2 separate regions of the Triticum aestivum genome follow, and region 2 is linked to region 1. A link is a contact called in public Hi-C data. All regions are on one chromosome and are shown on one strand. The core of a region is the stretch at or near the end of the contact, and the rest is flanking DNA. Distances in the headings are between cores, read along the strand shown.

What was found. Hi-C and Micro-C count contacts between places; a contact is called where the count stands out from the background.
Region 2: a Hi-C map of leaf shows a contact between it and region 1, with 3 times the contacts expected there. The contact joins the promoter of LOC123106058 here to the promoter of LOC123106054 in region 1.

The regions. Positions count from the first base shown.
Region 1 is chr5A:692,056,839-692,061,497 of IWGSC CS RefSeq v2.1, forward strand. LOC123106054 (probable apyrase 3) reads right to left here and starts at 2,940. Exons shown (of 7, transcript XM_044528252.1): 1 at 2,614-2,940; 2 at 2,382-2,510; 3 at 2,184-2,240; 4 at 1,967-2,059; 5 at 1,619-1,824; 6 at 1,137-1,228; 7 at 337-1,027. The coding sequence starts at 2,889. The coding sequence ends at 492.
Region 2 is chr5A:692,317,540-692,322,580 of IWGSC CS RefSeq v2.1, forward strand. It overlaps LOC123106058 (mediator of RNA polymerase II transcription subunit 12), which reads left to right and starts at 3,001. Exons shown (of 11, transcript XM_044528259.1): 1 at 3,001-3,629; 2 at 4,570-4,629; 3 at 4,881-4,986. The coding sequence starts at 3,496.

The DNA of each region.
Region 1 (4,659 bases), core at 1,690-4,189:
CACTGCATGCTGACGGCGATGGAATGTCCGTGTGTGTGTGTGTGCGCGCACCTTATCGACTCCCTCCGTTCCAAATTACTCGTCGTTGAAATGGATGTATCTAGAACTAAAATACATCTAGATACATCCATACGTACGACAAGTAATTCGGAACGGAGGGAGTATCATTTTGCGGGTTGTTCTTCATGGCAGACCATTTCTATCGATAATGGTGACATTTTTTTTGAACCAGATAATTGTGACATTCGTAGTCGTGAAGAACCGCGACTCCACTATTCAGTAAACGACGTGTGAATGAGTGCGGTTTGTGTGTGTGTGTGGGCACGCACATCTATATGTTGTAGCGCATTATACTAGGCAATTCTCGCCACAAAGATGATAAAAAGGATTACAATTGGAGATGGCGTCCAAGCATATGAACCTTATTGCAATTAATCGTACGATACACATGCTTGCACCTTATTGCGAGGGACTAGCAATTATATCTAAAATCATGCATCGTTGAGCCGCTTGGTGGGTGAGACGGCCTCGATGGCTTCTCCGAGCGCCCACGCGGCTTCAATGAAGTACTCCCCATGCTTCACCTTCTGCGCCACCGTGATTTCCTTGGTCGGCTCCAGACCAAAACCGTCCACGAGCAGGGAGTACTGGTAGATGAGGTCCATGCAGATGAAGGGCGCGTCGACGGATCGCACCTTGGGGTACGCGGCCTTGGCTTCCACGAAGCCCATCGGGCAGATCTTCTCGGCGGCGGCCCTGAACGCCGCAGGGGTGGTCTTCCCGCTGGTGGCCTCACTGTCGATCAAGCCAACGTCTGCTGCCATGTAGTAGAAGCTGGAGGTGACGTAGAGGTCGGCCTGGCCGGGGCCGCCGCCGCCATTCCATGCGCCGTTGAAGGTGCAGTTCTTGGCCTGGCAGGGCGCGCTGATCTTAAGCGCCTTGGTGACGTCCTCTCTGCACTTGTCGTATGCCGCTCCTTGCGGAGGCGCTACGGCGTCGTATTGCTCTCCGTTGTAGGTGTATTTGCCTTCATTTATATATATTCAAAGGATTTGTAATTGTACATCGATCACTCCTGTATTTGATTATATTATGTGCTCTGCTTACTCAACCCAAATTAAGGATATATATCATACCATTGTATCCGCGCAGCATGCAGTAGCTCACTGGTCCATTCTTCGCCTTGAAGATCTCTACCCGAGAAGCCATTGCGCCATAGTGCAAGTAGCTGAAATGGTTCAAAAATTATCACCCGTAAAGCCATTAATAAGGAGAGCAAAGTAGTTACCACATGGCCTTTGTAGAATTGCAAATTACTCCCTCTGTTTTTATTTACTCCACACATTAGCTTTGATTCAAGTCAATTTTTATAAAGTTTGACCAATTTTATAGAAAATAATATGAACACTTACAATAATACATCTATATGATGTGAACATATATCCAATCATGATTCTAATCATATTAAAGTTTTTCCTTCAAACTTGATCAAAATTTATAAAGTTTGATTTTGGACAAAGCTTATATGTAGAACAAATCAATACAAAGGGAATAACAGAGATGGATGCACAGTAATAAGTAAAATAACAAAGGAGGGAGCTAGCCGAGGGTAAGTAACCTGTGAACATAGACGTTGTAATCTCTTCCTTTGAGATACTCTTTGGTGACGTATGGATCGTCCCCTTGAGGCACCACGGGAGCGGCAGCGGCGGCATCCGCAGAGATGGCATATGCCATCTGCACGGATCCGCCTCCAAGGTCGATCACACCCACCGTCTTGGAGTAGTCTCCTCCCAGATTACCCAGCAGGTAATTCAGAGCAACCTATGAGTACGGTGCAATATCAATTTGTGTGACAACAGTAAATACTTCTACGTGGATACGTATATAAATTGAGTATAGTAATAATTACTTAAGTTCTTTTTTTTGCGGGTGAATAATTAATTAAGTTCAACTAAGTACGTACCCATAGGTAAGATCCTTCCTGGGACCCCGTGAGAACATTGATCCAACTGGGATTGTACTGGAATTTGCTCTTGCTGTGGACAGCATCCCTCACCTGTGCGTACATGTTTTGGTTAGGAATAATAATCAATTCAAACAAGTCCGTCCGTTTGAAATTTTAGAAAATATGTAGATACTGAAACAAGAGTAGAATATATATAGAGATAAAACATAATTACTGCTTCAAGAATTTGCTCCGCTTTCTCGTCTCCGATGAGCCTGAGCCCAGCCGTCGCCTGCACATATTAATTCCATTTCTGGTTTTAGCGATTGATTTCTGTCCCATATACAAATTTAGTTCCAGTTTGTAGTACGTAGTAAACTAGGTCCTGGACAAATTATTTGTTATTACTATATATAGTTTTTTAAGAACGGACCCCTAGTTTGACGGGAGTTTTCTTCATGAGCCAGCGAGGCACGGTGCTCTTGGCCTTCTCCAGCAGAGGCACGATGGACTTGGCCGCCTCCTGCGGCCGTCCGGCGTACGCGCTCAGCCCCGGCTCCACCTTTTTTGCACCAACAAATCAAAACGAAGATAATTAAGAGGAAAGCAACAGCATACGATACTCCTAGAATAGATTGCTATGCGTCGTGCGCATAAATATATACCTTGGCGAAGACCTCGATGTCGTCGCCGTCGCCAATGTCGATGAGCTCCATCTTCTTGTCGAACTGGAAGACGTGGACGCGCGTGCCCGTGCTGCCCGCGTCGAAGATCACCGCGTACTTCCCGGGCGCCGCCTTCTTCAGCTCGGGCTCCTCCTCGGCAACGGCGCCAATACCGGCCTTCCGGCCGAGCACCGCCGCGTCGGCCGCAAAGGCGGAGCCGGCGAACGAGAAGGCCATGAGGAGGAAGAGGAGGACGCCCGAGGCATGGTGAGCCATGGCGAGCTGCTGCTGGAGTGCTGGTGGGTGGCTCGTGCGCGTGCTCGACTGAGCAGCCGAAAGGGTATTAAAAGGAGGCAGGAGTTTTCATGGGCAGCCCCAGGGTTTGGTAGGCCGTGCAGCTGAGTCCCTGCCATGCAAAACAATCCATCTTACTGTAGGGAGGGGAGGGTACCGTGAGTAAGACTAGTGCATGCATGCATGCACCTCGATCGTGTGTGTGTGTGTGTGTGTGTGTGTGTGTGTGTGTGTGTGTGTGTGTGTGTGTGTGGATCTCATCGTGAAATGATACATGATCTGGATGGATGGGGTTGTTGGATCTGAAGCATCGATCTACCAATGCAAGTTACTGTATGTGCCGCTAGTATCGCTAATGCTAATCAACTGTGAGTATGGCACTAGTATCATGCAACAACTTATCCATCCAAAAAAGTTGTCCCCTGTGGGGCCCCCTCCACGCGAAACACGCTGCATGTCTAAACAAATATTGTGGCGGGACCCTTACCCGACGTGCGCACGACACGGACAAATGCATGCGCCTCCAAAAGATCATTTCGCTGGCCGGCCCAGTCAGGCAGTCACTCTCTCGCCGATCTCCACCCACATATGGAATGTAATCACAGGTCACAGCTAACGTAGTTCGGAGCATCTACGTACATCGCTTCTTCTATATATTCCGTTGCCTAAATGTTCATGTACACCACGGTCTAATACGGAACCCTAGTTTTCCTTCAGATTGTTCTACGTTCTCCCCCCATGTATTGTGATGGCATCTTACCGCCGACAATTCAACTACCATTTCAACAGGGTGAATATCTGGTGCTACAGGAGCACCTCACATTAGGTGCTCCCGTTTTCAAAACGCACATATAAATGTTTCAAAAAAAATTGTGGATGTTAGCATCACATGAATGTACAATCCCTAAAAAATTCAAATCAAAATTCAAAACGCACATTGAGAAACAAAGAAGACAAATCCAACATAAATGTTTTGCAGAAAATCCCCCAAACATTCCAAAAATGACACTTTGGTCCACATCCCGTGATGCTGTCCAGTGGATCTCAGATCGACGGCTGAGAACGCGCGGGAGCACCTAATGTGAAGTGCTCCCGTAGCACTGGATATTTTCCCCATTTCAATATCAATAATCCGAACTTCGTCCCTCTACCCATGTGATGTCATCGCATCCGAGCTGCCCAAGCATGGGGTCTCCAGAAATGCGCCGGCGGCCCACTTCCTCTCCTTCCTCGCCTAATCCAGTTGGATGGCGCATGGAGGCGAACGGTTCAACGCCGAGCATCTCCTTTCCCATCGGTTCTAGACGGACGCCAAACGGTAGCCCCCGGATCGACCACGATATTCCCTTCCCGAACTCCTCCACCCCCACCCTCGCCCTCATCGCATTCACGAGAATGGAGCCCACCTTGCAGGACGTTGCGGCCACTCAGACCCCGCGGAGCTCGCGCGGTGCCCTCATGTTTTCTGGATGGTGGCACGACAAAGGCTCGGAAAGGGTGGTTCGTGTTTCATTGTTGTGGACGATGTCGAGCCGTTTTTGGACGGTGTTTAAATTTAGGCAATGCTTTACACAACCACATGCATGATGATTTTGTCACTTCAGTGTCTAAATCAGCTATACACAACGCTTTAGACATGTTGCTAGAGATGCTCTTAACTTCTATTTTTGTTTCATGATATGAACTATAGCGTTATTCAGTTATCGTTCGAATAACTATGAGACTAGGAGCAGAAGGACGCTTTGCCGCACT
Region 2 (5,041 bases), core at 1,751-4,250, 260 kb after region 1:
CTTAGCGAAGCTCTGCCGGAGAACCACGAGCCCCACCACCAGCACCACGCCGTCGTGCTGCCGGAGCTCTCCCTCAACTTCTCCTCTCCCCTTGCTAGATCAAGGAGGAGGAGACGTCCCCGGGCTGTACGTGTGTTGAACGCGGAGGCGCCGTCCGTTCAGCGCTTGATCGGATCTTCCGCGATTTGAATCGCCGCAAGTACGACTCCATCAACCGCGTTCTTGTAACGCTTCCGCTTAGCGATCTTCAAGGGTATGAAGATGCACTCCCTCTCTCTCTTTGCTAGCATCTCCTAGATTGATCTTGATGACATGTAGGAAAATTTTGAATTATTACTACGTTCCCCAATAGTAGAACCTCCCCGGCAACGGCGCCAGAAATTCTTCCTGCTACTTTTCGAGCTTGCATTGATTTTTTCCTTGAAGAGTAAAGGGTGATGCAGCAAAGTAGAGATAAGTATTTCCCTCAGTTTGAGAACCAAGGTATCAATCCAGTAGGAGGTACATGAAAGTCTCCAATCTATGCACCTACACAAACAATCAAACACTTGAACCCAACGCGATAAAGGGGTTGTCAATCCCTTCACGGTCACTTGCAAGGATGAGATCTGATAGAGATGGATATAATAGATTACTAAAACGTAAAACAAAGTAAAAACAAATAAATTGCGGCAAGGTATTTTTTGGTTTATAGATCTGAAAATATATAATGGAAAATAGACCCGGGGGCCATATGTTTCACTAGAGGCTTCTCTCTTAAAAGAAAGCATACGGTGGGTAAACAAATTACTGTCGAGCAATTGACAGAGAAGCGCAAAGTTATGACGATATCCAAGGCAATGATCATGAATATAGGCATCACGTCTGTGTCAAGTAGACCGACTCCCGCCTGCATCTACTACTATTACTCCACACATCGACCGCTATCCAGCATGCATCTATAGTACTAAGTTCATAAGAACGGAATAATGCCTTAAGATGACATGATGTAGAGGGATAAACTCAAGCAATATGATGAAAACCCCATCTTTTTACCCTTGATAGTAACAATACAATACGTGCCTCGCTACCCTACCATGTCACTGGGTGAGGACACCGCAAGATTGAACCCAAAACTAAGCACCTCTTCCATTGCAAGAAGAACCAATCTAGTTGGCCATACCAAACCGATAATTCGAAGAGAAATACAAAGATATTTGATCATGCATACAAGAATTCAGAAAAGACTTAAATAATATTCATAGATAAATCTGATCATAAATCCACAATTCATCGGATCTCGACAAACACACCGCAAAAGAGGATTACATCGGATAGAACTCCAAGAACATCGAGGAGAACATGGGATTGAAGATCATAGAGAGAGAAGAAGCCATCTATCTACTAGCTATAGACCCGTAGGTCTGTGGTAAACTACTCACGCTTCATCGGAAGGGCAATAGAGTTGATGTAGATGCCCTCTGTAATTGAATCCCCCTCCGGCAGGGTGCCGAAAAAAGCCCCAAGATGGGATCTCATGGGAACAGAGGCTTGCGACAGTGGAAACGTTTTTTGGTGGATGCTTCTGGTTGTTTGGGAATATTTGGGAATTTATAGAACAAAAATTAGGGTTGGAGTAGTCCTGTGGGACCCACAAGCCAAGGGGCGCGCCCTGAGGGCTTGTGGAGCCCTCGGGACTTTTCCGGCCCTCTCTCCAAGCTCCGTGGATGTCTTCTGGTCCAAGAAAAATCACCACAAAAGTTTTATTCCGTTTGGACTTCGTTTGATATTCCTTTCCTGTAGAACTCAAAAGCAAGAAAAAAACAGAAACTGACATTGGGCTTGAGGTTAATAAGTTAGTCCAAAAAAATATAAAATAATATATTAATGCATATAAAACATCCAAAATAGATAATATACTAGCATGGAACAATAAAGAATTATAGATACGTTGGAGACATATCATGGCCAGCGCAATCATGCTGCCGCCCAACGATGTGGAGAACCGGGTCGGAGCATGCTGCCGCGCTGGATGAAAACCGACCATCTCCGGTGTTATGGACGATCTCGACAACTGGTAGTACGAAGGGCGAACGACCGACGAGCCTGTGCTCGCCGCTGCCATGGTGGCGGCGAAGAGAATGGCCGGCGTGGGTCGGCTAAACCCTAGCATGAGGAGGGCGTGCGTCGTCACTGCCTCTCTGGCCTTGGCGACGATGGCCTTGTTTTCCTTGACGCCGGCCTTGCGCTGCGCGGCCGCGACCTCGAGGGCGAAGTCGGCAACGGCTTTCTTCTCCGCCTGAACGGTCCGTCGGGACCTCCTCTTGGCCGATTCTTTGTCGAGCCACGTGATCTCCGCCGGCGTGAGCTTCGACCGCACTTTCTTCTTCTTCTTCATTGTGGGGTAGGCGGTGGTGGCAGCTGGGTCAACGGGTTTCTTCGGGGCGTCGGCCATGGAGGTGGGAGTGGAGGGGGAGCGCGGGAGGGTTTTTGGGAATGAGAGAGAAAGTAGAAGCGTTGTGTCCCAGACGGGCGAGCCGGTGGAGGACAAGGGCGCGTGTCCCGCCTGTCCGTTTCGACAACTTCTCTCTTCCAACCACCTGATGCCACAAGCCATCCGTAAAGTATAATATGTATAACCTATCCGTAAGTGTAGCATTATTGCTCATCACACACGCCACTTTCCCCCGAAAGAGCTTCCCATCTGATAAAAGGGGCTGGCTCCACCACCACATATATATTCTTAATTTTACCAAAAGCAGCTTAAAGCATCTAAGCATCACATACTGTTGCCAAGATGCAAAGGTGATGTATTTTTGGGACATTAGAGATTCAGTTTCTCACCTTTATGCCACCAAGAGGGCATACATATATAGGACAAAGACTCTTGTCGAGACCAGATCCCTCTTGTTCTCCATCCATCATCGTCGTCACAATCTAGAGAGAGAGAGAGTGACCAGCAGTAGAGAACTAGAGATAGAGAGAGAGCCCATCCGACCATCGACTCCAGTCCTAGAGAGAGAAAAATCCATCGGAGGGGAAGGAAGCAACGAGGGAGGGAGGGAGGAAGGAAAGGAAGCAGCTTTAAAAAAGAGTCAAACTCCGTCCGGCTCCCCCACTTTCTCTCTCTACATCGCCCAATCCCCCCGCACCAATCGCCGTCGCGTCACTGCCCCGTCCCCCCCTCCGCGCTCGCTCCTGCTCCCCTCCCCTCCACTCCGCGCCGCTGCCCCGCCTAGGGTTCCGGCCGCCCGATTGGGAAACCCTAGCTCCTCCTCCGGCGCCGGAAGCCGGCGCCTTTCTTCCCTTTTCCGGAAAAATTCTCCGCGGATTCCCGACTTCCGGCCGCCAAAACCCTAGCTTTGGGGTTGGGATCGGGGAATCCGGGCGGCGCGCGCGCGGATCCCGCCCGAATCGGCGGGGAGGCGCCCTGATCCGCCCCTAGGGTTTCGCGGGGGACCCGGCCCATGTTCGCGGCGGCGGCAGCGGCATGCTGCTGCTGACTCGCTGGGCGAGATGCAGAGGTACGCGGGCGCCGGCAACAGCAACAGCTCTGGGTTTAGCGGTGGCCCGGCGTCGGCCGGCGGCAGGGACAGCTCCAGGCTCGATGTCTCGCCCTACGCTCCGCCCAATTACCCCCTGAACCCGAGGTATTAACACGTCCCTGTTCTGCTCTGCCCGTGCAAATTTAGTTGCTTAATCAAACCGGTATCGACAATCGCCTAGTGTTAGCGAGCCGAGGCGCGCCAGTTAGTCTGTGTTCAGTTAGCAGTAGTCTCTCATGGATCACTAATTACTCAGTAAGCTAAAAGGTATGGCGCCGTAGTAATGGCGTTCCGTTAGAGGCATTACTGCGTTCCGTTACTACGCCACGTGTACGCTCGAACTTCCAATAATGAACCCACTGTATGCTATACTTGGAATTTTCAGCGTATGGAAAGAAATGAATAGCTACCCTTTATATGAACTATTATTCTGTCACAACCTAGTGCTGTACAGGCGAAGCTATTTTAATTGAACCAAGTGCAAGCTAAGCCATCATATTTACTGTCATTTGTCTTTAAGTTGGACTAGCTAGCTCATATTTTGAATAACACTTCACAGTTTCGCGGTATCATTCATTATCTATGGCATTACATTATACTTCAATCTATATTGTTGAACAAAAAAGGAACTGCAGACTCTGTTTGTTGCAAAATGGAGATTTTTGTTTTGCATTGGGGTGAAATAAACCCCCAACCTTCACAGCTAATTTAACTCGAGGAATAAAAAATGCATCTTTTTTCCCCCTAAAAAGGAGAGTCTTTTGTCACTTTTATCCTATACCATAAATTCACATTTTCTAATATAACTACTACCTCCGTTCCAAAATCAATTAATTGTTGCCAAAACGTCATATATTTTGGAATGGAGGTAGTAGAACATAGGGTTCTTGATGGCTAGAAAAACAATATGCTGGTGCCAAAATCAATTAATTGTTGCCATGTTTCCGGTGAAGTAAGTTGACACTATTATCCAAATCTGTCATTTGCATTTTCCTGTGCCAGTAATAGGTTGTGACCTGTGTTTCCTAATACTACTGTTTTTCAGGCGACAACAACAGCTAGCTCCGTACAGGCTAAAGTGTGACAGGGAACCACTTAACAACAAGTATGTATTAACTTCTGAACCAAAAGCACTTCACTGAAAGAGCCAGAGTATGCTTATTAATTTATTGTCCGCCTCACAGTGGTTGTATTTTGGTTACTTTCTTTGCCCTTAGTTTCAGCATTGACTCATTGTTTGCATATGTGAACACATCTCCATTGCTCTTTTCGGCAACAGATACTAGTTGTTTTGTCTTGTGATATGACTTCACTTAGTCTCACTCAGCAGTCCTCTTCGATATGGCTCTTTTGTAGGCTTGGACCACCTGACTTCTATCCTCAAACACCAAACTGTCCTGAAGAGACGTTAACCAAAGAATATGTACAGTCTGGGTACAAGGAGACTGTTGAAGGAATAGAGGTGCGTTTGGGAATAAAAGCTTTGTATGATGCATTAGGGCCACCCCCTTGCTTAT